Regions from separate parts of the Mus musculus genome. Here regions 2, 3, 4, 5, 6 and 7 are each linked to region 1. The links are chromatin contacts, called in public promoter capture Hi-C and targeted proximity ligation maps. All regions are on one chromosome and are shown on one strand. The core of a region is the stretch at or near the end of the contact, and the rest is flanking DNA. Distances in the headings are between cores, read along the strand shown. Region 1 holds the start of Batf2 (basic leucine zipper transcription factor, ATF-like 2). Region 2 holds the start of Trpt1 (tRNA phosphotransferase 1). Region 3 holds the start of Cst6 (cystatin E/M). Region 4 holds the start of D330050I16Rik (RIKEN cDNA D330050I16 gene). Region 5 holds the start of 4930481A15Rik (RIKEN cDNA 4930481A15 gene). Region 6 holds the start of Fibp (fibroblast growth factor (acidic) intracellular binding protein). Region 7 holds the start of Snx32 (sorting nexin 32).

Region 1 (3,995 bases), core at 798-3,297:
ACTCCCTCTCCCTTCTGAAGATCAAGCCATAAACACCCCCCTTTCCTCTTCCTCTGGAGATGTGGTCTCCCAGGAGGAGGCGCCCCTGTAGACTGTCCAGTTCTCCTGGAAGCCCCTGGTCTAGGAAGTCAAGGAGTCTAGTTAGAACTGCAGGCTGAAGCAGGGACACTGGGCCCTAGTCTTCTCAATAGGTGTTTTTTGGGGTGACGTCATACCCAAGCTTCCTCCAGATTGTTCCCCTGTGGAGTTCACAGACAGGCTTAATGAGCCCCTCAGGTGCTGCATCCAGCCAGCGCCCTACCCTACCCGATGTCTGGGAGACAAAAATAATTCCAAGAAATGGGTAGCCTAGGTCAACCCATTTCAGCCCCTGCCCCCAGGGCTCTCAGAAGCAAGGTGATAGGGTCCTGCTGGCACGTCCAATCTCATCGACCCAACAGTTTCAATTATGAATATGTCAGCGATCCTAGAATCCAGATCCACTGCAAGTCTCAAAGAGAAGATGCACCAGGCTGGGCAGTGCTTTCTAATAGGGAAGGGCTCTCTTCATCCTGTTCCTCCCCTTCAAACAGCTCTGTGGACTAGGAATGACTTTATCATCCACAGCAAAGGGATCACACACAGAAGGTATGGATGATAAATTTGGTGGGCAGAGCACCAGGGCTCATCTCTTAAGGCTCAAGCTGGCTTCAGGACCAGTTCTAGAGATGGCAAAAGATTCCTGTGTTGCATAACTCTGGTCATTACAGACATCACGACATGGCAGACACTACTAATCAATTGCAGTCTTTTTATTTTTATTTACTTTACTTATTTATTAAGAGACACCGTCTCTTCTAACCCAGGCTAGACCCCAATTCTGTGTAGCCATAAACTGCCTTGTCCTTCTGGTCCTCTTGCCTCCATTTCCCAAGGATTATAGGCATCTGCCACTGTGCCCAGATTTAGCACTTTTTGTTTTTTAAATATAAACTTGGACATAAAGATTCCTTTAAAAGTTTTATTTTGTGGGCTTGAGAGATGACTCAGCGATTAAGAGCACTGGCTATTCTTCCAGAAGATCCAGGTTCAGTTTCTAGCGCCTACATTTTTGCTTATAAATATCTGAAACTCTAGTTCCAGGGGCTCCAGTGCCCTCTTTTGGCCTCTGAGGACACGGGGCATATATGTAGGGCAGAGACATACATGCAAGCAAAACACTGGTATGCATAAATTAAATTTAAAAAGTTTAAATTCTTCATCATCAGTGGGACAGGGTCTCATCATTTAGCCCTGGTTGTCCTGTAACTTACTCTGTAGACCAGGCTGGCCTTTAACTCAGATACCTGCTGGGCTCTGCCTCTGAGTCCTGAGATTTGGAGGTTCGTGCAGTCACGAGCACTATCACGCCAGCTCTGATTGTTGATTTTTTGCATGAGTCCAACATCGGTCTCAGAGAGTTTGGAGTGGTCGTGTTGTCACAGTTCTTTTGTTATGCCTGGGAACTTTTATATTTTGAGAATTTTTAGTTCTTACTATGTAGCCCAGGTTGGCTTCAAACTCATGAATGATTCTCCTGCCTCTGCTTCTCCAGTGCAAGTACCACACCAGGCACACCCAGCCGCAGGCCTGGAAATTTGCTCCACCCTACCCATACCCTTCATAGATAAGGAAACCAAAGTTCAGAGAAGGTGAATCACCTTCTCAAAGCTGCACAGCTCCAGTGTGGACTGTGAACCTGGACTTTCTCAGAGACTATGGGGGCTCCTTCACGCACCCCACCCCAACCCCGCTTTTCCTCTAGGTTCTGTCCCTGGCATCCTGCCAGCCCTCTCCAGGATACGGTCTTGTTAACTGCTCCCATCTACCCTCCACCATCCTTCTTCTAGAGAAGGGGCCTAACCGGAAGGCTGCTCTTGTTAGGAAGTTCCACCCACGTGAGTGAGCGTGAGCGAGCAAGAGCCAGGGATTCTGGGCAGCCCATGGTTTTAGGAGAAACTGAAACTGGGTGTGCTAGGGGCGGAGTGGCCACTGGGGATTTAAAGAGCCACCACTTCCTTGGGCCTCCATAGGTCACTGGGAGGGGACAGCTGCTGAGGGGACATCCAGGACCAGACTGAACCTCTTTTCCCCTTGCCTAAGCCATGCAACTCTGTGGGAGTAGCGAGCTGCTGACTGAGACAGTGAGTACAGGGGACTAGGAAAGAAACGCTATGGAGAGAGACAAGGAAGGCTGCAGTAAGGTCACCATGATCTGTGTGACCTGGGAACTGGGCTGCACACTCCCATCTCACGGTTTAGTTCCTCCTGGGCACTGGAATGACTTCCTGGCGCTCACACTGCAGACCAGTCTCCAGCTTTGAACTTGGACCCTGCATGCGTGCGTACTGCTTCCTCGCAATCCATTTGCTCTCACCTTGCAGCGTTTCCCAGATCCTTCCCTTCTCTCTCTAGTCTCCCAAATCACAGCTGCCTTCTTTCCTCGCTGACTCTGTCTTTCTCCAGCCTCTATTCTGGTCTGAAGTTTGCCCTGAGGAGGATATAGCCACAATCCAAGGGACATGCAGAGTCCTCAGCCAGAGTGGCTGGAGTCTTGCCTGAGGTGGAGTGACAGAGACAGGGTCCCGCTCTAGGCATTTGACTTCAAGTTCCATTTAAGTTTTGTGGTCCCCGGGGTTGGAGGGCTCAGAGCTCTCAGGAGCAGTCCTCTCTGCCCAATGGAATCTCCATCAGTTCTAGGCAGCCGCCCCACTGCCCTGTGAGTGAGCATGGAGTCTTGTAGATCTCTTCTGTGCCAGGTAGGTGACATTCCTGCTTTGAGGAAAGATCTCGTGTATCCCAGGCTGGCTTCAAACTCACTATGTAGCCAAGTCTGGCCTGAACTAATCCTTCCATTACATCTTGCCATTTTGCCTAATTTTATTTGTTTGTTTTGTCTCCTCTTCCTACTCCTCCTTTTTCTTCTTCTTTTTCCCACTTCTGTGCCCTTCTAGTTTTGTGCCTGGTGCATAGTAGATGTTTAATAAATGTTTGTTGAAGGGATGGGGAGATAGCATAGTCAGTGAAGTACTTGTCTCGGAAGCCTAAAGACCTGAGCTTGGTCCCTAGCATCCATAAAGCACCTGGTTAGGTGGCAAGCACCTGTAAGCCCAGCCCTGGGAGAGGGGCGCTTGCTGACCAGGCAGCCCAGTCTTACTGGTGAGTCCCAGACCAGTGAGAGACTATATCTCACAAACAAACAACAAACAAACAAACAAACTAGGTGGGGGCCAGTTAGGAATGCTCACTGCTCTTGGAGAGGACCCGAGATTGGTTCCCAACACCTTCACGGGGCAGCTCACAACCAAATCACCTGTAACTCCAGCTCCAGGGGACTTAACACCTGCTTCTGGTTTCCAAGGGTACAGACACTCACATGCATACACAGGTCACCACATATACACACAACTTAAATTAAAAGAAGGCAGATGGCTTCTGAACATGAATGATACTTAAGGCTGTCCTCCTACAGTGTACACACACACACACACACACACACACACACACACACACACACAGAGGAAATTAAATGTTGTTTCAGTAAGTGAGTGCCAGCCCCTTTAGACTGAGTTGAGGACAGGCACATGGGATCATATCAGACCCTGACCCTGCTGCCTTTGTGGGGTTGTGGGCTGGAAGATCATAGGAATGGCAGCTCACTCTGGGGTGTCTACTCTCACCTTCTTTCCTTCACTGTCTGTGGACAGTTGGGAAAATACCATGTGCCTCTGTTCTACCATTGAGATTATTGCACTCAGAAGAAGCCAATGCTGACTTTTGAGAATGTGTGTTTGAGGTTGCTATGGTCTGGGTTCAAATCCCACCCTCCCTACTTATTAAGTAAGCTGTAAGCTAGACACGGGGTAGGGCTGGCGTTACTGTAAGGAGTGCAGTGTCTTCAGGAGGACTGTTAGTGCCATGGGAGGGAGGAGACAGACTTTGGGAGAACAGGACTTCTTGAGACTAGGCTTGAGAAA
Region 2 (3,995 bases), core at 655-3,154, 830 kb after region 1:
GCAAACAGTCTAACAAAGGGAGTGTATCCCCAATCCTCAATGGCTGTGACCCTCGAATGTTTGTCTTGTCGGTCAAGTGCCCCATAATACAGAATACAGGTTCTGGGCATGTTCATTTTACAGATGAGAAATGGAACAGATATCCAGGGAAGTCCTTGTACCCAAGTGAGGCTGACTCAGTAACACACTCTCATTACTTTTTGGCAAACACAGACAGTTTTCATTGTTTCCACTGGGGGTGGGGGTGGGGGTGGGGGGTGGGGAGAACCGAGCATCAAAGAATCACAGGCCCAGCTTTAATCACCGGCCCAGCTTCAACTCCACACTCTTCCTCAACGCCAGAGAGGGTCATGCAGACCCACTCTGGCCCAGCACTGTGGATTTCTAGCCAATTCTACCCTCTTACCCATACCCTCTATGCTGTCTGGGGTCCTGGTGGCTCACCTCATCACAGATCTCCTGTAGGACACTGGAGAAGAGTTCTCGTACCACCAGCAACCCGGGGAGGTCCTTGTGCCGGGGGATGCCACCAGAGCACAGGGCCTGTGAAAAGTTGAGGCTCAGATTTCATCTATGCCACTTCCCACACCGCCGCTTTTCTCTTGCTGGGCATGGAGGCCTGGAGCAGACTCAGTGTGAGAGTCCTGGCAATCCCTAACCCAGGCCCACCTATTCCAAGGAGAGCAATCGGAAGCCCAGCTAGGAAGGATTACATGGATCGGATAAGAAGAGGCATCCTCCCTTCAGTCTCTCCTCCCATGTTCCCTAGCTTCCATAGGTGTGTTCCAGCTTAGATTTATGGCTGGGGCTCCCAGATGGCAGTGAGCACCTTGTTTCCTCCCAGTAGTGGTGGAGAGTCATGGGTTGTGCTCAGCTGGGCCCCACATTCTCCTGGACAGCAGAGCATGCGCCTGCAGGCTCAGAAATACCAAGCCGGTTTTCCCTTTATGAGAAGAGGAAACCAGGACCAGGAGTGCTTGGATTTTGAGCCTTTGGACCTAGCCAGTCATCTTACCTGAGGTTCAGGGTGCCCACCGGGTACATCCACCAGTCCGGGAGCTTCCGCTACCTGCTGAGAGCGGCGCAGGAAGACAAGGAAGTCGTCAGCTGTGACCAGTGCGGCACCCACCCCCAGTGGGTCTGCCAGATAGGCTTGCTTGTCACCCCAATCTGCAGCGCCCTGCTGTCGCAGCCAGGAGGCTGAGCTGGACCAGTTGGTGCCCAGGAAGTCCCGGTAGGAAGTTAGACCCAAGTGCAGGAGCAGCTGTGGCTCAGGCGAGCTGGACACCAGTGTGGCTGAGTGAAGGCGGAACTTGGGAGCATCAAAGATCCAAGGTTGGGCCTGTTGCCGAGTCTCCCAGATGGCAGTGATGGCCTTGTCTCCTCCAGGCAATGGACGACGGTCATGAGCCGGGCTCAGCTCCACTGCTACCTGCTCCTGGGAAAGTCCCCCAAGAGGGCACAGCAGCAGCAGGGACACCTCGGGGTCCATAGTCTGACAGGGCAGCTCTGGCAGAGGACACAGATGGCCATCCTGTCACTCTAGGAAACGAGCTGACCCTCTCTTCCACAGAACTCCTGAGTGCTCCCCAGTCCTTTTGCAGATCCCTGACTACTTATTGCGAGCATCATTCCAGCAAGAGTACTGAGCTCAGCAGGCGCCCTGGAATCCTGCTGTCCCAAACCCCTAAAGCCTCTGGCAACCCTACCACCCAGCAGCACTAGGTCCCCAAAACTCTCAAGGCCCCCGCCCCCCCCCCCCCCAACTCCAGGAGTCCTACCTCCAACCTGGACACGCTTGATCTACTCCCAGGATCTGGAAGCTTGATCTCGGAATTTAGCGGCTGGCCCGGCCCCCAAAGTCCACCCCTTTCCCCAAGCGGAAGTACCCGCCCCTTTCTTTCCTGGCTTCCCATTAGCCAGTCCGTGTTCAGGTCCGGATCCCGCCCTCCGCAGTGGAGCCCTTCAGATCTATGCAGACCCGCCGACCTACTTGTCAACGCATACGCCAGCCCGGTGCCCGGGGCAGCCGTGCTGTGATCTGATTTCAGGGCCCGGGGTCTGGTCCGGATCCCTCGGGCCTCGAGGCTGCCAGTGTGACCTTGAGCAAGTCTCGCCCGCTGGGCCTCAAGTTCCCTTGCTGAACTAGGGTGGGATGAGCAGTGCGGTTCTTATCCTGAGCTTTTGTAACTTTCTGGGCAGAGAACCCACACTCCCTGCTCCCTACAGGTCTTGATCATGAACGCCCCTGGAGGAAGGAGGAAGGAAGGTAGAAGGACTCATAGACCCCGGGAACAGGTGCGCACCTTTCCAGCCTTACCCACAACGCTAGGACATGGGAGAGACCCTCTGAGCCTTAGCTTCTTGGTGGGGTAGACTGCAGCACCATGGGCGCTGTTCTAGCCTGCCTTAGCAGTAGGACATCCAGGGCTGGCTACTGAAACTCAGATCATCACTGGACTCTTTCAGGACCGAAATGTGCAGCTGTCTAAGGCTCTGTCCTATGCCCTTCGCCACGGGGCCTTGAAGCTGGGACTTCCCATGCGAGCTGGTAAGTAACCATGCTGGAACTGGGAGGAATGGTGGGAGCCCAGAGAGCAACTGGAACCTCTGTCTCCTCGACTTTAATTCTTAACATTGCCCCAAGAGGAATGCAGAATAGACACACCCTCCAAATGTACAGGGGAAAAAATGTACAAGGCCCAGAACCTCTTTCATATCCTCTGGAAGAGGAGCCCCTGTCTAGGCTGGACTTCATGATGTCTCTTTCGACCAACTGGCCCAATCAACACTTCCCAAGGATGGACAGAGGAGCATACTGAACAACTGATGTTTATTGAATGGCCGCTGTGGGCGGATACTTAGTGCTTGCTATGTTACTCTCCCTGGAGCAGACACACTGTTCTGGTTTCTTTTTGTAGTGTTTTGTTTGTTTGTTTGTCTTGGTTTTGGTTTTGGTTTTTTATGTGCATGAGTGTTTTGCCTGCCCCACGTGCATACTTGGCTCTCGCAGAGGCCAGAAGAGAGCATTGCATTCCAGTGGGACAGGAATTACAGGTGGTTGGGAGCTGCCGTGTGAGTGCTGGGACCCGGCCCCAGGTCCTTAGGAAGAACAGCCAGTGCTTTTTTTAATTGTGGCACCATCTAGAAAGCCTCATTTTTCATTTTGGGGACAAAATGTCATGTAGCCTAAGCTAGCCTCATCTTGAACTCTTGATTCTTTTGCCTGCCCTTCTCAAGTGCTAAGCTTATAGGCGTCTACCAATATGCCCACCATGAAGCGGGCACCTTCCCATGTTAAATAAAGTGAGGCCTGGGGCAGAAATGCATCTCCTTAGCAGAGCTCTCTCCTGCCTGCTGCAAAGCCCTGGCTTCCATCCCCAGCACAGGAAAAAACAAAACAAGGGCTGGGGGTGGGGGTGGCTCACACCTTTAATCCCAGCAGTCATGAGGCAGACCAATCTCTGAGTTCCAGGGCAGCCTGGTCTACAGATTGAGTTCCAGGACAGCCAGGACTACACAGAGAAACCCTGTCTAGTGGTGGGGGAGAGAAACAACATCTTGAGACCCCAAAAGGAAAGCCTTCCTGAAAGTCACAGAAAGGAAGCACCTGTGATCTCCCAGGCCTAGCCCTGTTCCAGCTGCCTGGGCTCCCTGGTAACTATAGCTCCGCCTCCTGAGCGTATCCCCACCTGGCTACCTGCAGATGGCTTTGTGCCCCTGCAAGCCCTCCTGCAGCTGCCCCAGTTCCACAGCTTTTCCATTGAAGATGTGCAGCTCGTGGTCAATACCAACGAAAAGCAGCGGTTTACCCTGCAGCCAGGCGAGCCGAGCACTGGGCTCCTCATCAGGGCCAATCAGGGCCACTCCCTACAAGTGGGTGCCAAGGGGTGGGTGAGGAGTCAGGTGGGGCTCCAGTTCATGAAAGGGGTCTCACTGCTGCCCGTTCCCACACTTACCTGCAGGTCCCTGAGTTGGAACTGACGCCCCTGGAG
Region 3 (3,995 bases), core at 950-3,449, 810 kb before region 1:
CTGCTGTCGCAGAATGTACCTTGCTAAAAGCAAGCAAGGTCTCATGAGGGCCCTGTAAGCCGCTGGCTGGTGCTCTTTGCTGCTTCACCATTTGAGGGCAATAACAAGAGCTGTGTCACTAAAAAACTCACTGGTCTGAGCCATCAGGCTTTGCGACCCTCCTGACCCCAGGTTTTGACACCCTCCTCCTCGGAGTCCCAGCATGAACCCTGGGAGAGAGGCTGGACTGGCTCACACAGACATCCCTACTGTAGCTAGTCTCCGGTATCCATCTTCTGTGTCTTTCTTTCCTCCTCTGAGACCACTGAAAATGTCTGGAAGAGGGGCTTCCTCTGAGGACCCTACCCTCAGTACTGCCTCAGAGGGATCAGTAGGGGCTCCCCTGGAGGGTAAGGACATGGTGCCCAGTCAGCTGTGGGGTTCTGAGAGTCACTGGGAGCAGAGTGAGGGTCAGGGTGAGTGAAACACACAGGAGAAAGCAGTGCAAGAAGCAGAGCTGCAGATTTATTGCAACAGACGTGGCCCGTGGCCCTGAGGCGCCTCCACCATGCTTGTTCCCATGGGGCCCTGACTCTGTCACCCTGGGGCCGGTCACACCTGCACGCAGTCATGCTTTAGAAGCTGAGTAGTGTTCTTCCAGGGGACTTCAAGGAGCTCAAAGTTGCAACGCAGTTTCTGAGAGGGAAGCACAGAGGACAAGGAGGGTGAGGTTGGCAGCAACCTCCTCCTCCCAGAAGTCAGCCCCCCTGACGGCCACGTCTCTCTGGAGCCGGGGACAGACCATGAGTGGTCCCAAAACATGGAATCAGAAGGCAGGAGATGCTCCCAGGTTTATCTCAGGCAACTCCTACCCCACGAGGAATCCCCAGTCTCTCTTCTGCACTCCACCCTGGCCTGAGTCATACAAGAGCCAAAGCGAACAGGTGGAGCCAGGCTTCTGCCTGACCAGATAGACTGGTCAGGATAGACAAGCTAAGGGCCTCAGACCCTGCATGGGGTTGGGATGGGGTCGGTGCTGTTACCTCCTGCTGCCCCCCTGCAGCCAGAGGGCAGGTGGTGAGGTCCATGTGTTCTCCAGAGACTCTGGTCTTTCGGCACTCTGTGCTTTCTATGTCCAAAGTCAGGTAGTACTTGATGCCAGCCACCAGCTGGGAACCAAACAGGGCAGGTGAGAGATGCCTGGGAGTCCAACCTGTGTGTCTATGCTTTCCCTCCCTCTAAGAGTCTCCACTCTCCCAGGCAAATGCAACCCTCTGACCTACATATTCAGACCTGGAGTGGAGGCAGGAACTTCTGTGTGTGAGCAGAGCCCTAGGCTGGGCAAGAAGCTGGAGAGCTCCTGTCTGCGGCTAGACTGTAAAGGTGAATGGTATGTGGCACCTACACTGGGCCCTTCCACTCCACCTGGCAGGTTGGGGAAGTGAGGTTAGTTATGCCAAAGGAGGCTGCATCCTGCATTTCTTTGATAGTTAGATAGCGCTGCTTCCAGAGGACTTTACTAATCTGTTTTGTTTTGAAGTATTTCATAGAAAGGTCTGGGGGTTATGGTTGGTTTTAGTGCCCCCTTGTGTTTGGTAGCAAGCTAAGCAGCTCTCTGTTTATCTCCTGTCTCCTGTCACCTGTCCTCGGTCCCCCTGTCCCTGTCCCTCTCCAAATTGTCCCTCTCCACAGCCACTCTGTTCCATAACCTGTCCCACAACCTCTGTCCCAGCCACCGCACCTGATATTTTGCATCGATGACTTTGGTGTCTCGGAAGTAGTAGAGGCTGTCGCTGCCCATATTGTAGCTGGCCACAGCTGCCTGTGCGGCCTTTTGCACCCGCGGGTCGGTGGGTGACAAGTTCTGGCGTTCTCCGGTCCTGCGGCTCCGCAGCTCGGCGCGGGCGTCAGGTGACAGGGTCAGGAGGCAGAATGCGAGCAGGCCAAGGCCCATCGCCAGCGGGAAGTGAGGACGCTCCATAGCCGCGGATTCAGTGTCTGGACTTCCATCCTGCGCGGCTTTTACAGCCTTCGCGGGCCCCTCCCGGCCCCGCCCAACGCCTGCTTGTTTCCTTAGCAAGCCTGGACCAGCTTGCAGGTGCCTGGAGGCGGGTGCACCTCCCCTACCTACGCAGTGTAAGAACCAGAGATGGCACACAGGTCCCAGAACCTCTACGTGTAGAGATGCTGGCCTATCATTCCTATCTCCCAGGAGGGAGAGAACAGTTCATACCAGGGCCCTGACGTTTGAGTTGCCAAAAGCAATTATATGGTTACATTCTTACTGCTATCATTTTATCATTTCCTTTTCTCTTTCTTTCTTTCTTTCTTTCTTTCTTTCTTTCTCTCTCTCTTTCTTTCTTGTTTGTTTGTTTGTTTCGAGACAGGGTTTCTCTGTGTAGCTCTGGCTGTCCTGGAACTCACTTTGTAGACCAGACTGGTCTCGAACTCAGAAATCACCTGCCTCTGCCTCCCGAGTGCTGGGATTAAAGGTGTGCACCACTATCATCCGGCATTGCCACCATTTTCTTATCGTGCCATTTTTAGAGAAATTATAACTCCCAGCCTGCATTTCTTCTTCTGAAAAATAAATGCTATAAGGATCGATGAACTGACACAGGTAAAGAGCCTAAGAGAGGCCGGGTGCCATGCAAACAAACGGTGGGTGGGTAGGAGTCCTTACTACTCAAGCCGGCACTACTGTCCCTCACAGCCATGGTGGACCCGGTTGGCTGACCCTTTCACTTTGCAGAGGTGGGACGCCATGGCACAGAAGGGAGAAGTAATATGTGCAACGATTTCAACTGGTCCCTAGTAAGTAAGTATACTGAAGAGCCTAAGTCGTGTGTGTGTGTGTGTGTGTGTGTGCTATAAAATAAGATCTTGTGTGTCCCTGGCTGACCTTGAATTTCATAGCTCAGGATGACTTTGAACTCCTGATCTCCCTGCTTCTCCCTTCCAAGTGCTAGCATTACCATCATATTTTATTTGGTGCTGAGAACAGAATGCAGGGCTTCATGTGTGCTAGAGACAAGCACTCTACCAACTAATATCCCTAGCCTCATTTCATTTTGCTGGGCTTGAACCTAGGGTCTTATGCATGCTGGGCAAACACTTCACCTGCAGCCCTCGTTTTTTTTGTTTGTTTGTTTGTTTGTTTGTTTTGTTTTCAAGACAGGGTTTCTCTATGTATCCCTGGCTGTCCTGGAACTCACTCTGTATGTAGACCAGGCTGGCCTCGTACTCAGAGATCTGCCTGCCTCTGCCTCCCAAGTGCTGGGATTAAAGGCATGCGCCACCATGCCCGGCATGCAGCCCTCGTTTTACTCCTTATCTCTAGATAGGGACTTGTTGATCACCCAGGCTGACCGTGAAGCCCTTGCTCTGTAGACTGCAGGCCTTGAGTCTGTGGCTTCCCAGCTTCAGCCTCCTGGCAGGGATTACAAGCCTGTGCTACCAGGTCAAGTTCTTGTCTATGTTCTTAGCTCAGGCTGAGTTTGAAAAGAAAGACTTGCCTCCGAAGAGGGGTGAGTCACGCCAGGTGCCATCTTTCTAACTGGGAGGCTTTGGATAGTCACTCAGGGCCTGGGTGTCCTACGGGAAATAGGATGACAAGTCTTTTTTCCTAAAGCTGTTCTTCTGACTGACAATGACAGTTCCACACTCTCATCCCTAAGGACACTGGACATCCAGTGGGGTAGGAGCAGATCAGCCACCCCATGGCAGCTGCACGTGGGCTGCCCTGGCAAAGTTTCCTTCCCCGGGCATCTTATTTCATGTTTTCTGACTAGCTCAAAGCCACTTTCCCTCTTTTCTTTTTTTTTTCCCCACTTTACTTATCTATTTTTTATTACTTTTTTTTAAGAGAAATGTTCATGCCTCAGCATGGGAGAGGTGCGTGTGTGTGCGTGCCATAGCGTGCACACGCAGAAGGTGAGAGAGGTGTGCGTGCCATAGCGTGCACACGCAGTTTCCCAGAACTGGTTTTCTCTTTCCACCAGGGGGTTCTGAAGTTT
Region 4 (3,995 bases), core at 408-2,907, 780 kb before region 1:
CTGAGCTCACTTTGCAGCTCAGTCCAGCAGAAACAAATCTGCGGGCTCTCCCTATATAAATGCAGGGCTGACTATTGAACTTTGAGCCGTGCAGAAACGTTTGTCTTGGCTTCATCCTTCTCTCGCACCCAGTCCTTTTCATTTCCAGCCCCCCTTTCAGGGTAACCCAGCTCATCCATGGCTGCTGAACAGGTACATGTACATAAACAAGAACATAAATAAGCAGGCATGCACCCTGGACCTGCTCTACCCATCCCACAAACAGAAGAGAACTTCAACAAACACCATACAGAGGAAGATGCATCAAATTTAGCTCCCCCAACCAGGCCCTACCAGGAGGGCATCTTCTCAAAAATCTCTGCCGTATTCAACCACTGCAGTCACTCTCTTCTTTAACCCAACAGTCCCTTTCTCTGCCTTGGCACCACTCCACTTTCTGTGGGAACTGTCAAGTCCCAAGTCTCCCTTTTTCCAACTAGCAGATTACTTTCAAGAAAATTTCTGATCTGGAGACTGGAGAGATGTCTCAGGGGATAAGAGCACTTGCTGTTCTTACAGAGGACCCAAATTTGGTTCTCAGAATCCATATGGCAACTCACAGCCATCTAATTCAGTTCCAGGGGATCCGATGCCTTCTTCTGACCTCTGCTGGCACGGGCACATGAGGGTAAAATACTCAAATGCATTAACATAAAAACAATCCTTTGTTTAAAAGATTAATGTCCTGTGGTGGATCACACTTCAGCAATGCTCTCTTTGCATAGATCCTATGGGCAGACTGTGGGTTCCTGCCACTGGCTACTATTTATGCTCCTCAACATGTTCCTCTGCCCACAACTGAACTACTGGAATTTAGCAGGTTCTATGCCTGACTCTCGTTCTCATTCCACATGTTCTAAGGCACTTCTTTGGTTTCCTGAATACACACCAGCCCAAAGTCACTCTATCTCACTTAAACTGTAAGGTTTCCCATATACACCAAACATAAAGTTCTCCCAAAACTGTGTCATTCTCCCCTGCCTCAAATCTGCTTCTCTTCTAAACTCAGTTCCAACAGATGACACCTCCATTCACCAGGCCAATCAGACCGAATTCCTATTCAATCTGTCCACTTCTCTCCGGCCCGCTGCATAGAGAAACATGCATACTATTAGCCCTCACCTGGTTGCTTGGACCTCCCTCCCGATCTCTTGATCTCTGGTCCTACGTTTGACAAGCTCTCAACCCACTGATCTTCATAAAATATCATGCAATTCAAGTCACTTGCTTACTCAAATCCTTGGCTCCCTACCATCCTCATAACAAAGCCCAAACTTCTCAACAGGGCTTACAGCGCTGGTTCAGACCCAAGCCTATCTTACTGCTTCATGTCTCCGCTATGAGCTATTGGTCGATTGTCTGTACACGCTCGTCCCACCTCATTCACCCACCCAATGCATTGCTGTGAAGTGCCAGGAAGACAGGGAAGGCAGGAAGACTCCTGTCTTCTTAAAGCTTAACGTGGAGACGTCAACGTTTAACCCCAAACACCCGGAGGACGTCTTTAACCCGAGAGGCAGATGGCCCTCGAGGTCCTCCCGTACCCTCCGTCCTGGGCATCCCAAGACCCTGCCCCGCCCCCGGGCCCCGCCCTCACCGGCCTCGTAGCCGTCATCGCGTTTCTCCCGCTTCACGCGCCGCTCCGAGGGCTCCGCTTGGCTTCGTTCGCGACCGTGCGCGCCGCTGCGGGCCTCGGCTTCCGCCCCACGCCGCCCGCTCCCGCGCTCACTCCCACGCTCCCGGCTCCGCTTCCGTCGTTCGCCGCCGCTGCTGCCGCCGCCGCTGCTCCGGTGCTTGTGTTTCTTATGCTCGCGATGCCGTGGCGGCTGCTCGGTCGTGCCCCCAGTCCCGGCCGCAGCCGTCGTCCCGGCCGCCTCCTTCTCGCCACGGTGCTTCTTTGACGACCCCATGATTATTGCGTCCGCCTGGAGCCGGGCCGCTACCCTAGCCCAGACGACGCGAAATGGGAACGCTTCCGGGTCGCGCGACCGCCCCGTTCCTGTTGCCGGAAACTAAGAGGGGCTGTTTCCGGGGCCTGCCTGGGAACCTCCAAAGGCTCACGGGAGGGACTGATTGAGGGTGCGCGGTCCCGCCTGCCAGCTACTGGTCTCTGCGCACGCGCACCTGTAGAGACTGCGCCGTCCACCCTCTCGCGCCATCTAAGATGGTAGTCGTAGAGCCGTAAGAACTTTAGCATGGTACTGGGTCATCATCTCCGGAGCTAGAAGTTTCCCCTGCCTCCTTCCCCTTCCACTCTGATCGCTTCGTGGTGCTCTGTGCCTCAAGTCTCTCTGTGGGCAGCCCCCTCTCCAGTGACTGTCCAAGCAAGCTCCCTAGTGCCGGGGCTCCATCCAGAGTTGGAAAATACTCTTTCTTTTAGCGAACGCTACCGTCATCCTATGTCCCCTAGACTGATGGATTGGACCGTTTTATTATTATTTTTTAGACAGGGGTTTTCTCTGTCCTGGAACTCACTCTGTAGACCAGGCTGGCCTCGAACTCAGAAATCCGCCTGCCTCTGCCTCCCAGGTGCTGGGATTAAAGGCGTGCGCCACCACCGCCCAGCTGGATTGGACCTTTTTAACTAGGCTTTGGAGTGCTCTTTGAATTTGTGCCTATAAACCTGGTGATACTGAGTGATGGTTTGTTTCTAGTTTTCTTTTTTTGTAAAGGTAGGTCTAGTACTTGTTACTTACCCCTGGCTGTCTTCAAACCCACCACAGTCCCTCTGTCAGCCTCTCGTGTGCATGGCCACTCCAGGCTTGAGTGCAAATTCGGCACATTTGTGCATGTATATGCTTTCCCTCCTTTTTTTGTTTTTCCCGTTCTGTCTAGCCTGTTAACTATGTAGCCCAGGCTGGGATTACATGCTTTTCTCGACTTTTCCTGGGTTTCTGTTTGTTTGATTGTTTGTTTAGTTTGGTTGCTTTGTTTTGGGTTGAGTAAAGGGTTAAGGGTTTAAGTTAAGGGTTCACACACTCCCATCTGATAGTCGTTGCTCCTCTCTGGACTTCCGGTGTAGCACCTCGCTGGTGTGGTTTGGTGTGGGGGATGGGCACCTTTGAAGGTCCACCCCGAGACTGAGCGCCTTCAGAGGCAGGGTCCTGTTCACTAAGATTTCTAGGTCCCCTGGCATGTTGGGGAAAGCATGGCAAAGTCTCAGCGGATTCCTTTCCGGTGCCCCACGCCTCAGTAGAGAGACGGCTTGTTGAGAATGAGGTGTAGCCTGGGTTTCCAGGGCGTGGGGGAAACAGCTCAACCTCTGCCACCCACTTCCGCTACCTATCTCCGACCCACAGCCAACTCCCCTCAGAAGTCTCACACTGTACTTGGCCATAAAGCGTTTAATTTTTCTCTCGGGGACTGTAGTCTGGGTCCAGGGTTGGGGAGGGGCGTCTTCCAGGCTGGCTGCTGGTTGGCTCTGTTTTGGGGGGGCTCTGAGAAGAGGGCTCCATTTCTGCTCTAAGTGATCGGTTGCTCCTTAAAGACACAGATGGAGACCAGTGGGCTCCACAGCACCCTCTTCCATGCCCAGTGCAGCCTTTTACCCTGTGATCTAAATCTAAGTCCTATACTTAGTTGCTGTGTAACCCTGAAAAGTGACACCCCCTCCTGCAGTCTCAGTTGTTTGGGGGTTGGTTTTACTGTGAAGTGAATCTTACAATCCCTTCTCTGTACCAGGTTCCTCACTCTAAGGTGTAAGGGACAGTCTGAAGGGTGACAGAGTGGCACCAGCTGCTTGGCTTATCTTGCTTAGAGTCCTAGACTAGCTTTACTGTGTATTTGTTCCTTTGTCCTCAAGTAAGGTCCTACTCTGGTCTCAGTGGAAGGTGGGGACAATAGCCCTGGGTGACATGGAGAACACTAGGCGGGTACCTTGTCCCCCCTCACCTGTGCTTCCGGGGGGTGCTCTCAGCATTGCCTGCCTCGGCCAGCAGCTGGTCCTCGTCTACCCC
Region 5 (3,995 bases), core at 1,120-3,619, 760 kb before region 1:
TTTTAATTTGTTTGTTTGTTTGTTTGTTTGTTTGTTTTTCGAGACAGGGTTTCTCTGTGTAGCCCTGGCTGTCCTGGAACTCACTCTGTAGACCAGGCTGGCCTCGAACTCAGAAAAATTTTATTGTGTGTGTATCTGGGGGATGGGGGGACACCAACATGCCACCGCATATATCTGGAGGTCAGAAGACAGCAAAACTCTAGGAGTCCTTCCTGAGGATTGAACTCAAGCCATCAGGCCTGACGGCAAGTGCCTTTACCTGCTAAGCCAACCACCTTGCCACCCAGGAGCCTGGAATTCTGGTGGCAGCAGAAGTTAGCAGAGCTCCTGAAAAGTCCTGTTTTCTTCCTGTGTCTACCCCAGCTGCTCCAGCTGCGTGGATGATGCCCATCAGCTGCCGGGGCCCATCTCCCTGCTTAGTTCACTAAGACTCGTGGTCTAGCTTCTGGAAGCATCTGTGCTCTATTGACTACTTAGTCTGGTGACGTTGACACCCAGAATTAACCATCATAGAAATTATTCTATTTGTTAAAGGCAAGGTCTTATGTTTTGAACACTGGCCTCAAGCTATATGTAGCAAAGGATGGATTTGAACTCTTCAGCGCCTGTCTCCACCTCTCATATATTGGAATTACAGGCAGAAGTTTCCAACCCATTGCACTTTTGCCTGAGACAGGTTTGTTTGTTGTTTAGGGTTTTTTGTTGTTTGTTTTCAAGAGAGGGCCTTACTCTGTAGCCCTGGCTGTCCTAGAACTCACTCTGTAGACTAGGTAGGCCCTCCAACTCACAGAAATCTGCCTGCCTTTGTCTCTCAAGTGCTGGGTTTAAAGGTATGTGCCACCAAGCCTAGCTCTTGAGATGTGTTCTTGCTGTGCAACCCAGGCTGGCTTTGAGTTCTTGATCCTCTTGCCCAGGCTCCAAGTGCTGGAACTGTAAGTGTGTGCCACATTTTAATTGTTTTTAATTTTTTAAAAAATATTGACATTTTTACTTGATATGTATGGGTGTTTTACCCACAAGTATATCTGTATGTATATCACATGAATTCAGTGCCTGCTGAGGTCAGAAGAGAACACTGGATCTGGAAAGGAGTTACAGTTGTGAGCCTCCATGTGGGTGCTGGGAACCCAACCGAAATCCTCTGGAAGAGCAGCCAGTGCTCTTATCCTCTGAGCTGTCTCTCCAGCCCCAGCCTGATCCACACTCTGCCACTTTTGACCCTCATCCTTGTCAGAAGTATGAATGGATTCAAATTGGATTCTATCTATCTATCTATCTATCTATCTATCTATCTATCTATCTATCTATCTATCTAAGAAAGAGTCTAATGTAGCCCAGGCTAGCTTTGAACTTGCTATACAGACAAGGATAAACTTCAACTTCTGATCCTCCTGCCTCCACCTCCCTAGCGTGGAGATTACAGTGCTCGCCACTGTGCCTGGTTTATTTGGTGCTGGACCCTTAACTCAAGGCTTCTTGCATCCCAGGCACGCACCCTGCCTCCTGAAACGTGCTCCCGGTGCAAGGGTAGATTTCTTAGACTTTTACACTTATTTATCTATTTGTGGATAGGCTGGGGTGTGTGGTCTGGGATGCATGTGACCACTGGGAGGATAACTTATAGTCAGTTCTCCCCTTCTGCCGTGTGAGTCTCAGCTGTCAAGCTTAGGTTGACGTTATGTTTCGTGGCTCCTTTACCCGCTGAGGTGTCTTGCCAGCCTCTAGGGTAAATTTTGAGAGAGTGAGTTGGTAATGACATCAGTTTGGAAACAGCTGGTATCCTGCTGAGATCTCAAACCTGAAGCTACTAAACTGTCTTCTTTCCCTCTTCCTGTCCTCCTCCTCTTCCTCCTCCTCCTCCTCCTCCTCCTTTTTTATGTTTGTTTTTTTTTTCAAGACATGATTTCACTGTGTAACTCTTATTCGCGTTCTCACGACCGGCCAGGAAAGAACACAACAAACCAGAATCTTCTGCGGCAAAACTTTATTGCTTACATCTTCAGGAGCCAGGAGCGCAAACCCCCAGCCCCAAAAGCGAAAGCCACCCCAATCTTACATCTTTAGGAGCCAGAGCTCCGGCGCGCCAAAGCGCAGAGCGCGCTCTATTGTTTACATCTTTAGGAGCCAGAGCGCCGGGCGCGCAGAGCAAGAGAGAATGGCCGAAACCCCGTCCCCTTTAAGGAGGAGTTATCCTTCGCTTAGGACGCATCACTCCCTGATTGGCTGCAGCCCATGGCCGAGCTGACGTTCACGGGAAAGGCAGAGTACAAGTAGTCGTAAAATACCCTTGGCACATGCGCAGATTATTTGTTTACCACTTAGAACACAGGATGTCAGCGCCATCTTGTGACGGCGAATGTGGGGGCGGCTCCCAACATGTAACCTTGACTGGACTGGAACTCACTCTGTAGACCAGGCTGGCTTCAAACTCAAAGATCCACCTGCCCCTGCTGGGTGCTGGGACTAAAGGCCTGCACCACACGCCTGACTGGTGAATTGTCTTCTAATTCTAAATCTGGTACTAAGTGCTCTAAGAAAGCTCAAGAGGCTCACTGGTGTTGTGGTGGCCCAGGGCGTCAGTAGTGCCGTGACCTCCAGCAAGCGTATGGCCTGGCAGTGGAGACTGACTAACCCTAAGGTAAAAAAACGGATCCTGTGAGGGGAGCCCCCATAGAATGGGTCTGCGTGTGCCAGAGGGAAGAAAATCAGAGCCATCGAAACATAGGGGCTACCATTTGCTGAAGTTGGGGTCGATCTGGAAAGGTGTCCCAGAAAACACAGGCAGCACCCACAGATAAGAACAGCTTTTGTAGTTTAAACTCTTTAAATGTGTAAGGATGTTTTGCTTGCGTGTATGTCCGTGCCCCACATGCCCAGAGAGTCCAGAAGAGGGCGCTGGTCACTGAAACTGAAGTTACAGATCGTTATGAGCCGCTATGTGGGACCTGGAAGCTGAACCCTCTGTGGTACACTCTCCCATCTGTGGTACACTCTCCCATCTGTGGTACACTCTCCCATCTGTGGTACACTCTCCCATCTGTGGTACACTCTCCCATCTGTGGTACACTCTCCCATCTGCTGAGCATCTCTTCCTGCTGGAGTAGCTTTATCTTGCTGGAGTAGCTTTATCCAGCACCTGGAGGAGCCAGTCATGCCCACTCCTCCTTTACCACCGTTCTCCTCCCATCCCTTTACAATAGGAGAGCAGGAGTTTGGAGTAGAGGGTGAGGATAGGAAGGACGCTTCCCTCTGTGCTCGATGGTAGGGGCTCCACTGGCCAGGAGAGCAGCAACTGTGTTGTTCTAAATCAAGTTCAGAGAGGCGAACACAAAGTAAGAGTGAGTCAAGCTCAGAGATCTGACGGTGACGTAAAACCAGTCACTTTATTTTAAATCACTCATTCATTTGTTCTATTTATTTTTATTGTTATTGTGTGTGCATGATAGGAAGGGGGTGGCTACTGCCACAGCATGTATGTGGGGTCAGAAGTCAACTTTGTTCTCTCTTGCCACTTTCATGTGGGTTCTGGGAATTGAACTCATGTCATCCGGCTTGCACAGAGAGCACTTTCCCCATTGAGTCACCTCACTATCCCCTATTTTATGTTTTAGGGGGGTCACCTCCACTATCTTACTCTGCAGCTCAGGCTAGCCTCAAATTTTCTTAAAGGTGTGTGCCTTCATGCCAGGCTAGCAGAGATTTCTTTAGTGACTTTAGAAGACTCCAACACTGGCTGCTAATGGGAAGTCAGATGGGGGTGGGTCCAGAGAAGACACTCGTCAGGGAGACTGTCACACACTTGAGCTGAGGGGTGCTGAGAGAGAAGAGCAGAAGTCAGGATGCCTTGGGGTCAGGAGAGGTCACGGAGACCAGGCTAAAGTGACCAGCACAGAGATTGTGACTTTTGAGGTGGCGCACACCTTTAATCCTAGCACGTGAGAGCAGAGGCAGGCAGATCTCTGTTGTGAGTTCAGGACCAGCCTGGTCTACCGTGT
Region 6 (3,995 bases), core at 846-3,345, 700 kb before region 1:
AGAAGTGTGGGAAGAGTCACTGCTGCCCTGGAGAGTCTAGCTCCTTTAGGATTAAGCGAGGCTAGTTCTGAGAGTCTGGTAAGCGTGGGTATATGGGAAGTGGTAAGATGAGGAGGCTTTGAAGAGCAGGGTATATTGGTGGCTCCTATCCTGCAATCCCAGTGCTTGAGAGGTTGAAGTTGGAAAGGGAAGTAGACTTCAATGGCGGATAGATGTCGAGTTCTTAAGGACCTGCAGTTCTGGGCTAGAGGCTTGACAAAGGCCAGGTAGAATTTTAAAGAGGGAAATAACATTTCAAAATGTTTTGAGACAGGGTATGTAATCCTGGAGAGCCTGAAAGTAGACCAGGTTGGCCTCCAATTCACGGAGATTCTCTGGCCTCTGTGTAGGAATTACAAGCATGAACCACCACAGTCAAGAAAATATACATTTTAAAAAGACTTTTCTGAAGCCAGTTGTGTTGGTATTTGCCAGTAATCCCAGCACTTGGAAGGGAGCTGCAGGAGCCTCAGGAATTCAAGGTCATCCTCCCCACAGCAAATTCAAGACCTGATCTGTAGGAGACTTTGTCCCCAACTCTGTCCCCGCCAAAGAAGTCTCCACGTGTGCTGTGTGGGGTGGATTCTGGTGGCAGAGTGCACTGTAGATGAATAACACTGTGTCAGTGAACAGAGAGCTGTGCAGAACTAGGCTGGCACTGAGTCAGTGGGGCGGGGAGTAAGCCGCAGAGAGAGGCACTCAGCAGGCACATCAACAGCTCTGAATGCCTGAAGAGAGAAATTTGGGAGATAGCCCAGGTTTCTAGAACGAGATGGGTGCTGAGGCTGCCACGGAGATAAGAGTACAGGGAAACAGACTGGAGCTGAGAGGGATCTGTCTAGAAACCCTAAAATGTGCTCCGCCTAGGGACCAGAAGTGGAGTGGGAGACCTGGTCTTATAAACCAGGACCTCCTCCAGGACCTCCTCCCCCTGTCTCTAGGTAGCAACCCGCAAGTGCACTGAGATGAACTGGCTTTTGTAGAACTCATTTTCCCCCATTTTTCGAGACAGGATTTCTCTGTGTAGCCCTGGCTGTCCTGAAACTCACTCTGTAGACCAGGCTAACCTCCAATTCAGATATCTGCCTGCCTTCCAAGTGCTGGGATTAAAGGTTATACAGGGTTAATTTTATTAGTAATTATAGCCAGTAAGCTATATTTATGTATTATACAACAGTGCATACATATGTAGAGATCAGGTGATAAGGACTAGGTATACTGGTGGTTCCTATCCTGTAATCTCAATGCTTGGGAGGTTGAAGATCAAAGACTGCTGCCAATTTAGACTAGCCTGGACTACAAAGTAAGACCTTGTCTTAACAAACAAACAAAACAAAACCTGGAGCTGGTTCTTTCCTTACACAGTATGGGTGCAGGAGAACGAACTCAGGCTTGGTGGCTCCTGTGTAAATCTTTTACTGCCTCATGAAAAGACAAAGAAGACAGCCTTACTAGATGGGTGCCCCTGCAGATACCTACTTCCAGGCAGAGCTCTGAAAGACTTTAAGTGAAGTCACTAGCTTGTGTGTGGGTGTAGTATGTGGTGAAAAACTGGGGCTGGAGAGAAAGCTAAGTGGTTACAAGCAAGGAACCACAACCATATGTGCAACTAACTCATATTTGCCTGTAAATTTAACTCCAGGGGACCTGATACCTCAGGTCTCAAAGAACATTTGCACTCACACGTACACACCCTCTCCCCACATACACATTATTCAAAACAATAAAAATAAATACACTCCGGGAACAAGAAAAATGGTCATCTGTCTGTCTTATGGACAATGGAAGTAAGGGCCACATACACCTAGCAATCGCTACGATAGAACCTTGGAAACATTCTAATTTAGGATACAGGTCAAAACTGGGAGGCTCTGAGAAAACTGAGAAGATGGGAGTGACAGAAGGGGTTAACGGGAGAATCTGCAAGACAGGGTAGACTGAGAGAAGACTATCCCGACATCTTCCGAAAAACCGTTCACAGAGCTGAGCGGTGTCTCACTAGCTCCGTCCCGGAAGTGGTCCTTCATCAGCTCCGGGTGCCCGGAGCAAAATCTCCGAACTCCCGGAAGTCGCTCTGCGGCTACTCGCCCGGCCGGGGCCCGTACAAGCTCCAGCTTCGGGCGAACCCGGCCCGGGCATCGTCATGACCAGCGAACTAGACATTTTCGTGGGGAACACGACCCTTATAGATGAAGACGTGTATCGCCTCTGGCTGGATGGTTACTCAGGTCTGTGAGCCGCCCTCCCGGGAAGCTGTTGTTGGGGATCGGGAAGAGGGGGCGTGGCTAGGATTTAGGCTTGGTTTAGGGAAGTGGACAGACTGCGGGAAGTCGGGGAAGTGTAAGGATTGGAGGTGGAGGTGGAACCCCTGGAGGGCCTCTAGGGTCTTATGGTAGCGCCCACTCCTCAGTGAACGATGCAGTGGCTCTGCGAGTACGCTCCGGAATCTTGGAGCAGACGGGAGCCACCACAGGAGTGCTGCAGAGCGACACCATGGACCACTACCGCACCTTTCACATGCTTGAGCGTCTGCTGCACGCGCCGCCGAAGCTGCTGCACCAGCTCATCTTCCAGATTCCTCCCTCCCGACAGACACTCCTCATCGAGAGGTGCTCACCAGGGGTGGGGGACGGGGGTGGGTACTGGCAGGGATGTCAGTCAATCTGACTTATACCCATTTTGTAGACTGAAGCTGAGTCTGGGGGGAGGGTATTGGGATATACACAGGGGTAGATGGGGTGAACTCAGGAAATTAGAAAATTGAGAACAAGAGAAACCAATTCCAAACTCCCTTCTCCTTCCCTAATGGATCACCAATAATGACCTGTGCCTCCACAAGGTACTACACCTTTGATGAGGCCTTTGTTCGGGAGGTCTTGGGCAAGAAGCTGTCCAAGGGTACCAAGAAAGACCTGGATGACATCAGCACCAAAACAGGAATTACTCTCAAGAGCTGCCGGAGGCAGGTGGGTTCTACACATAACACCACTACCTGTCTAGCCCACCTCTGGATCCTTCTTACTACTCTAGCCCCACCTCTAGCCCGTGGTCTAGCCCATGATTGTGGAACCAGTTCCTTCTTCATATAAACCCTCTCCTCCCTCCACCTCCCCTCTGGCCAGGCGGACCAGGCTTAGGCTCAGTCTGACCGTGGCTTTCCTTTGCTTATAGATTTTCATTGGCTCCCACTGTCCTCGACCTTCAGACTCAGGTTGGGTCACTATAGACCTCTCTGGACTTAACATTTCTTGAGCCCCAAGTTTGTTTTTGTTCATGGTACTCCTGCCTAGAAGATGCTGTTCTTGGCCACATCTATCCCTTGAAATCGACAAGGGAGCTAGATCCTACCTTATCCATGAGCCGTTTTGGTAGCATTCATGCCTTGTCTTTAAGGGAGAAGTACCAGGGTGTAAACTGGGCGCAGATGGCTATGGGTATGGGTCTGGGCTCTTGCTACAACCTTTATAGGCCTTGAGTGCCTTTCCTTTGTGTCTAGAATGAGTTCGTGTGTGTATGCTGCTTGGTTCACTCCAAGTTACTCAGGAGAATCCGTTCTAATTCAGGCTCTTGAAGAGCCAGAGATTGACGGTCGTGATGCTAAATTGAACTTAAGGACAGGAATAAGTAAGCATTCTTTTAAGGAAAAATGCCAAAGGCTGGCAAACATTGTCAAATGATGGTAGTTATTAATACCTAGTCATGCCAGGGGTGCTGGCGCATGCTTTTAATCCCAGCACTCAGGAGGCAGAGGCAGGTGGATTTCTGAGTTCGAGGCCAGCCTGGTCTACAGAGTGAGTTCCAGGACAGCCAGGGCTACACAGAGAAACCCTGTCTCGAAACAAACAACAAAAACCTAGTCATTTGTTGAAGTGTTAGTGCTAAATTAGTACCTGCCCACCAGATAGGAGGACAGGAGGGAGAGATCCCATAGCAGCTCGCTCATGAACGTCTCCTGA
Region 7 (3,995 bases), core at 821-3,320, 650 kb before region 1:
TACAGTGATGATAATTTGGAATATGCATATAATAGAAACAGTCAGATCAGGGGATTACCATCTCCTCCTCCTCCTCTCCCCCCCCCCCCACTCCTTCTTTTCTGAGACAGGATTTCTCTGTATAGCCCTGGCATCAGAGCCCCAGTAGCTGGAGCTACAGGCAGTTCAGAGATTCCTAATTTGGGTGCTGAGAACCAAACTCAGGTCCTTTACAAGAGTCGCAAGAGCACCTAAGGACTGGGCAATCTCTCCAGCTTTGCCTTTGAAATTGAAAGATCTTTTGTGAAGGCAGTATTTAATCTAGAGAATGAATATTAAAAAGAATTTTCAGAAAATATTGCCTGTACAAATCTGGGCACATTCATCAGTTTAATAATTCAACTTTCAGAACGCATTCTCAGTACCCACTCAGGAATAGCACCCACAACAATACCAGTAGGTAATATTTATATTTGGCCTTATAATATATTAGGCATTGTTCTAATAAATAAATTTATGGGGCTGGAGAGATGGCTCAGAGGTTAAGAGCACTGACTGCTCTTCCAGAGGTCCTGAGTTCAAATCCCAGCAACGCCATGGTGGCTCACAACCATCCATAATGAGAACTGATGCCCTCTTCAGGTGTGTCTGAAGACAGCTACAGTGCACTTACATATAATAATAAATAAATCTTTGGATCAGAGCGAGTGAGGCCGGAGCAAGCGGGGCCAGAGTGAGCAGAAGTCCTGAGTTCAATTCCCAGAAACCACATGATGCCTCACAACCACAAGTACAGCTACAGTATACTTATAAACATAAAATAAATAAATCTTTTAAAAAATAAATTTATGTATTTATGACAAACTCTCACACTGTAGTTCCAGCAGGCCTTAAACTCGTGGTTATCCTCCTGCCCCACCCTCATAAGTGCTGGGATTATATCTGGCTTCTAATCACTTTATAAACATGTTCTAAGCATACACACACACACACACACACACACACACACACACGGCATATGTACATATATACATCCTTTTACTATTGAGACAGGATCTCACTATATAGCCCTGGCTTGCCTATAACACTCTATGTAGACCAAGCTGGCCTTGAACTCATAAAGGTCTTCCTGTTTCTGCCTCTGCTTCTACCGCTGAAATTCCAGGATTAAAGGTGTGTCTCACCATGCCTGGCTATTTATATACATTTCTATATGAACATGTATAAACAGAAAGCCATGGCCAGCCCTCCAAATTCCATTTGAATCCCAAATGCCACTTCTTGGATTGTGTGACACTACCAAGGCAGGCTTTCTGCCCTCACTCCCCCCCTTCAAACACAGGCAGACTAGCTCTTTGCTGCAGCAGGACCCCTTGTCCTTGGTTTTCTTCTTGATGTCTATCTCTACTCTCACCCACTCTGCTTGACAGAGATGTGACTTTCAGAACACAGCACAGCAGCTCCATCCCCTATCTCTGTCCCAGCTCACTACACTCCTACCTCAAGTGAGAGTTGATGCAATCCAAAACAATGAAGCTCCCCAATAACTGCTGACTGAGGCTGAGAGGAATAAACGAAGAATGGATGGATGGTCTTACAAATATATAGGCACGAATACACAGGTGAGCCTGTAAACTCAACAGGACTCTCTCACCCTTCTCAGTCGCTTGCAGACTGCCTTGTTCTCCCCCATCACGACAGTACTGAGTTGATTTGGGGGAGGGGGCAGAGGCGGGATTCCATCTATGCAGGCTGGGACAAAAATCCTGATTATCTTTGCATCCTCAACCTGGCCCTATGCAGGGGCCTTAGAAGCGCCGCATTCCCGTGCTCAGATCTCTCTCCCTGCTTGGTATGGTATGATGAAGTGAGGTGGAGTAGGAAGACGTTTTATTTCCTTCCTTTACCTTACTCTCATTTCCAGCTTCCTGATGTTGCTCCTCCATGGTGCTCCTTAGCTGGGATATACAGGAATCCTACGACAAGCCACGGCCTGCGCGTTCCAAGAGCTTGGGTGAGGGAACCTTGTAGGGATGCTATCAGCTGACATTGACACTAGCTGCGGCCTCCCTGGGTGGGTCCCATTGCCCACAGCTGCTCCTTCTGATTAGACAGCAGTTTTACCACATGAGCCTCTATTGGCTTTGAGGCCTATCAATCTTACGTGGGCATTTAAGCGGCACCAGAAAGCCGGACCAGGATAGGCCAGGGCCTGAGGGTAGAGGTCACGTGTCAGTCCCGCAGGTGGACCCCTACGAATCCGGCCGTTCCGGGACCCGCCTTCTTCTAACGGGCACGAGCAGAGGCGCACATGCGCACTAGGGCAGCTTGGCGCCACCAGGCGGTGGGCGGGGCGGGGAGTCCGGAGGGGGGGCGAGGGTTGGGAGGGAGGTTTGGGTAGGGAGGAATGGGGAACTCGAGTGGGTCAGGGGGTCTAGGGACGAGGGCAGGCTGCAATGTCTGTGGAGAAAGCGCTTCCGTTCCAGTTTTCACACCCGGGCCAGAAAGTACGGAGTAAGCAGCTTAAGGAGCCGCGGGGACGCAATAAGGCCCGGATACCCCGCGCCCATATTCTTCGGGGGGACCAAAGGAAATCGCCACCGAAGTCACACTGCAAGAAGGCGCAAGTGAGAGAGAAAGAGAAGGTGTGGGTACCCTGGAATGGACTCATCGTGATTGGGAAGAGAGTGGAACTCTTGGACAGAAACGTGCAAAAGTCTAACCCAAAGTTGGAATCTGAGGACTGGAAGCTGGAGGGCACCGGGAAGAAGTTCTCAAGAGAGAAATCGGGCCTGCAACAGGAGGCAGTGGTCGCGAAGCTCCTGAGCAGTGTAAGAAGGGCGGTGCAGGCTCGAGCAAGTTTGGAGTATGACAGCCCAGAGATTTGGAGAGAGTTGGAGGATAGACTCAAAGCTGGTGTAACTACGAGTGCAGAGATGACTGCAGAGCGTGGGGAAAACTTGAAATCTAGGGACAGGTTGAGGACCACTGGAGGGGACTTGAGGTCCAGAGGGGATCAGCTGAGGCCGAATGAGGAACTGGAGTCTAGTGGAGAGAACTTGAAAAAACGGGTACCCATTGGAGACAAGGTGGTAGGCAGGGGAGAGAAGCGGAGGTCTTCTGCTGAAAAAATGGACAGTAGGGAGAGGCGGGGGTCTGTTGTAGAGAAAATGGACAGTAGAGAGAGGCGGGGGTCTGTTGTAGAGAAAATGGACAGTAGAGAGAGGCGGGGGTCTGTTGTAGAGAAAATGGACAGTAGAGAGAGGCGGGGGTCTATCAGAGAGAAGACGGACAGTGAAGAGAAGCGGGGATCCATTAGAGAGAAGGCGACAGAGAGTAGACAGAGGCGGGGGTCCATCAGAGAGAAGGTATCAGACAGTGGAGAGAGGCGGGGATCCATCAGAGAGAAGATGTCAGACAGTGGAGAGAGGCGAGGATCCATCAGAGAGAAGATGTCAGACAGTGGAGAGAGGCGAGGATCCATCAGAGAGAAGATTTCAGACACTAGAGAGAGGCGGGGGTCCATCAGAGAGAAGGTGTCAGACAGTGGAGAGAGGCGGGGGTCCATCAGAGAGAAGGTGTCAGACAGTGGAGAGAGGCGGGGGTCCATCAGAGAGAAGGCAAAGTTGAGTAGAGAGAAATTTAGATCCAGTGGAGAGAAGCTGAGAACTGGTGATAAAAATTCAAGATCCACTGAAGATCTACTGGAGTCAAATATTGAGGAGTTGGAGTCGGCTGAGGTGCAACTGAAAGAGCACTCGAGAACAGGAAGTGCCTCGGAAGAGACTATTGAAAGAGTGGTCAGTGTTACTGGTGGTGAAGGTGAGATGGAAAATCTGAGTCAGGAAATTCCTTCTGAAAGTGTAGAAGGGATGGATGGCCACGGAGGAGCCAAGACAGGGGCAGAAACTGATAGTCATGTCTTGGATGGAATGAGAGAGATTGCTGATGCATCTGTCCCTAAGGAAGAGCAAGACACACTTGGAGAAAGCCCCAAGGAGTCAGGTGGATGAAAA

The links. Promoter capture Hi-C pulls out the DNA fragments that hold promoters and counts their contacts.
Region 2: a promoter capture Hi-C map of liver shows a contact between it and region 1, with 2.4 times the contacts expected there.
Region 3: a promoter capture Hi-C map of pre-B cells shows a contact between it and region 1, with 4 times the contacts expected there. A contact is called at or near these places in 2 of 39 promoter capture datasets (liver and pre-B cells), 1 of 130 datasets of targeted methods (large pre-B cells) and 1 of 9 other capture datasets (liver).
Region 4: a contact with region 1 is called in a promoter capture Hi-C map of liver, with 4 times the contacts expected there. A contact is called at or near these places in 1 of 39 promoter capture datasets (liver) and 1 of 130 datasets of targeted methods (bone marrow-derived macrophages).
Region 5: a promoter capture Hi-C map of liver shows a contact between it and region 1, with 5 times the contacts expected there.
Region 6: a promoter capture Hi-C map of liver shows a contact between it and region 1, with 5 times the contacts expected there. A contact is called at or near these places in 3 of 39 promoter capture datasets (erythroid cells, liver and pre-B cells), 1 of 130 datasets of targeted methods (bone marrow-derived macrophages) and 2 of 9 other capture datasets (adipose tissue and liver).
Region 7: a contact with region 1 is called in a targeted proximity ligation map of bone marrow-derived macrophages, with 9 times the contacts expected there. A contact is called at or near these places in 1 of 39 promoter capture datasets (liver), 1 of 130 datasets of targeted methods (bone marrow-derived macrophages) and 1 of 9 other capture datasets (embryonic stem cells).

What each region holds. Positions count from the first base shown.
Region 1 is chr19:6,162,392-6,166,386 of GRCm38.p6, forward strand. Batf2 (basic leucine zipper transcription factor, ATF-like 2) reads left to right here and starts at 2,048. Exons shown (of 3, transcript NM_028967.2): 1 at 2,048-2,162. The coding sequence starts at 2,124.
Region 2 is chr19:6,994,227-6,998,221 of GRCm38.p6, forward strand. Trpt1 (tRNA phosphotransferase 1) reads left to right here and starts at 1,905. Exons shown (of 7, transcript NM_153597.2): 1 at 1,905-2,298; 2 at 2,470-2,551; 3 at 3,707-3,876; 4 at 3,966-3,995. The coding sequence starts at 2,239. Nudt22 (nudix (nucleoside diphosphate linked moiety X)-type motif 22) reads right to left here and starts at 1,811. Exons shown (of 6, transcript NM_026675.2): 1 at 1,782-1,811; 2 at 1,016-1,509; 3 at 445-543. The coding sequence starts at 1,492.
Region 3 is chr19:5,347,375-5,351,369 of GRCm38.p6, forward strand. Cst6 (cystatin E/M) reads right to left here and starts at 2,200. Exons shown (of 3, transcript NM_028623.5): 1 at 1,721-2,200; 2 at 1,023-1,148; 3 at 1-675. The coding sequence starts at 1,960. The coding sequence ends at 592.
Region 4 is chr19:5,386,679-5,390,673 of GRCm38.p6, forward strand. D330050I16Rik (RIKEN cDNA D330050I16 gene) reads left to right here and starts at 1,658. Exons shown (of 1, transcript NR_033224.1): 1 at 1,658-3,391. Sart1 (squamous cell carcinoma antigen recognized by T cells 1) reads right to left here and starts at 2,025. Exons shown (of 20, transcript NM_016882.3): 1 at 1,637-2,025. The coding sequence starts at 1,949. Tsga10ip (testis specific 10 interacting protein) reads right to left here. Exons shown (of 8, transcript NM_001373978.1): 7 at 3,931-3,995; 8 at 3,369-3,519. The coding sequence ends at 3,384.
Region 5 is chr19:5,404,446-5,408,440 of GRCm38.p6, forward strand. It overlaps 4930481A15Rik (RIKEN cDNA 4930481A15 gene), which reads left to right and starts at 2,370. Exons shown (of 4, transcript NR_027938.2): 1 at 2,370-2,638.
Region 6 is chr19:5,458,512-5,462,506 of GRCm38.p6, forward strand. It overlaps Fibp (fibroblast growth factor (acidic) intracellular binding protein), which reads left to right and starts at 2,096. Exons shown (of 10, transcript NM_021438.4): 1 at 2,096-2,267; 2 at 2,450-2,648; 3 at 2,879-3,005. The coding sequence starts at 2,183.
Region 7 is chr19:5,508,447-5,512,441 of GRCm38.p6, forward strand. Snx32 (sorting nexin 32) reads right to left here and starts at 2,071. Exons shown (of 13, transcript NM_001024560.3): 1 at 1,887-2,071. The coding sequence starts at 1,925. It also overlaps the pseudogene Gm31166.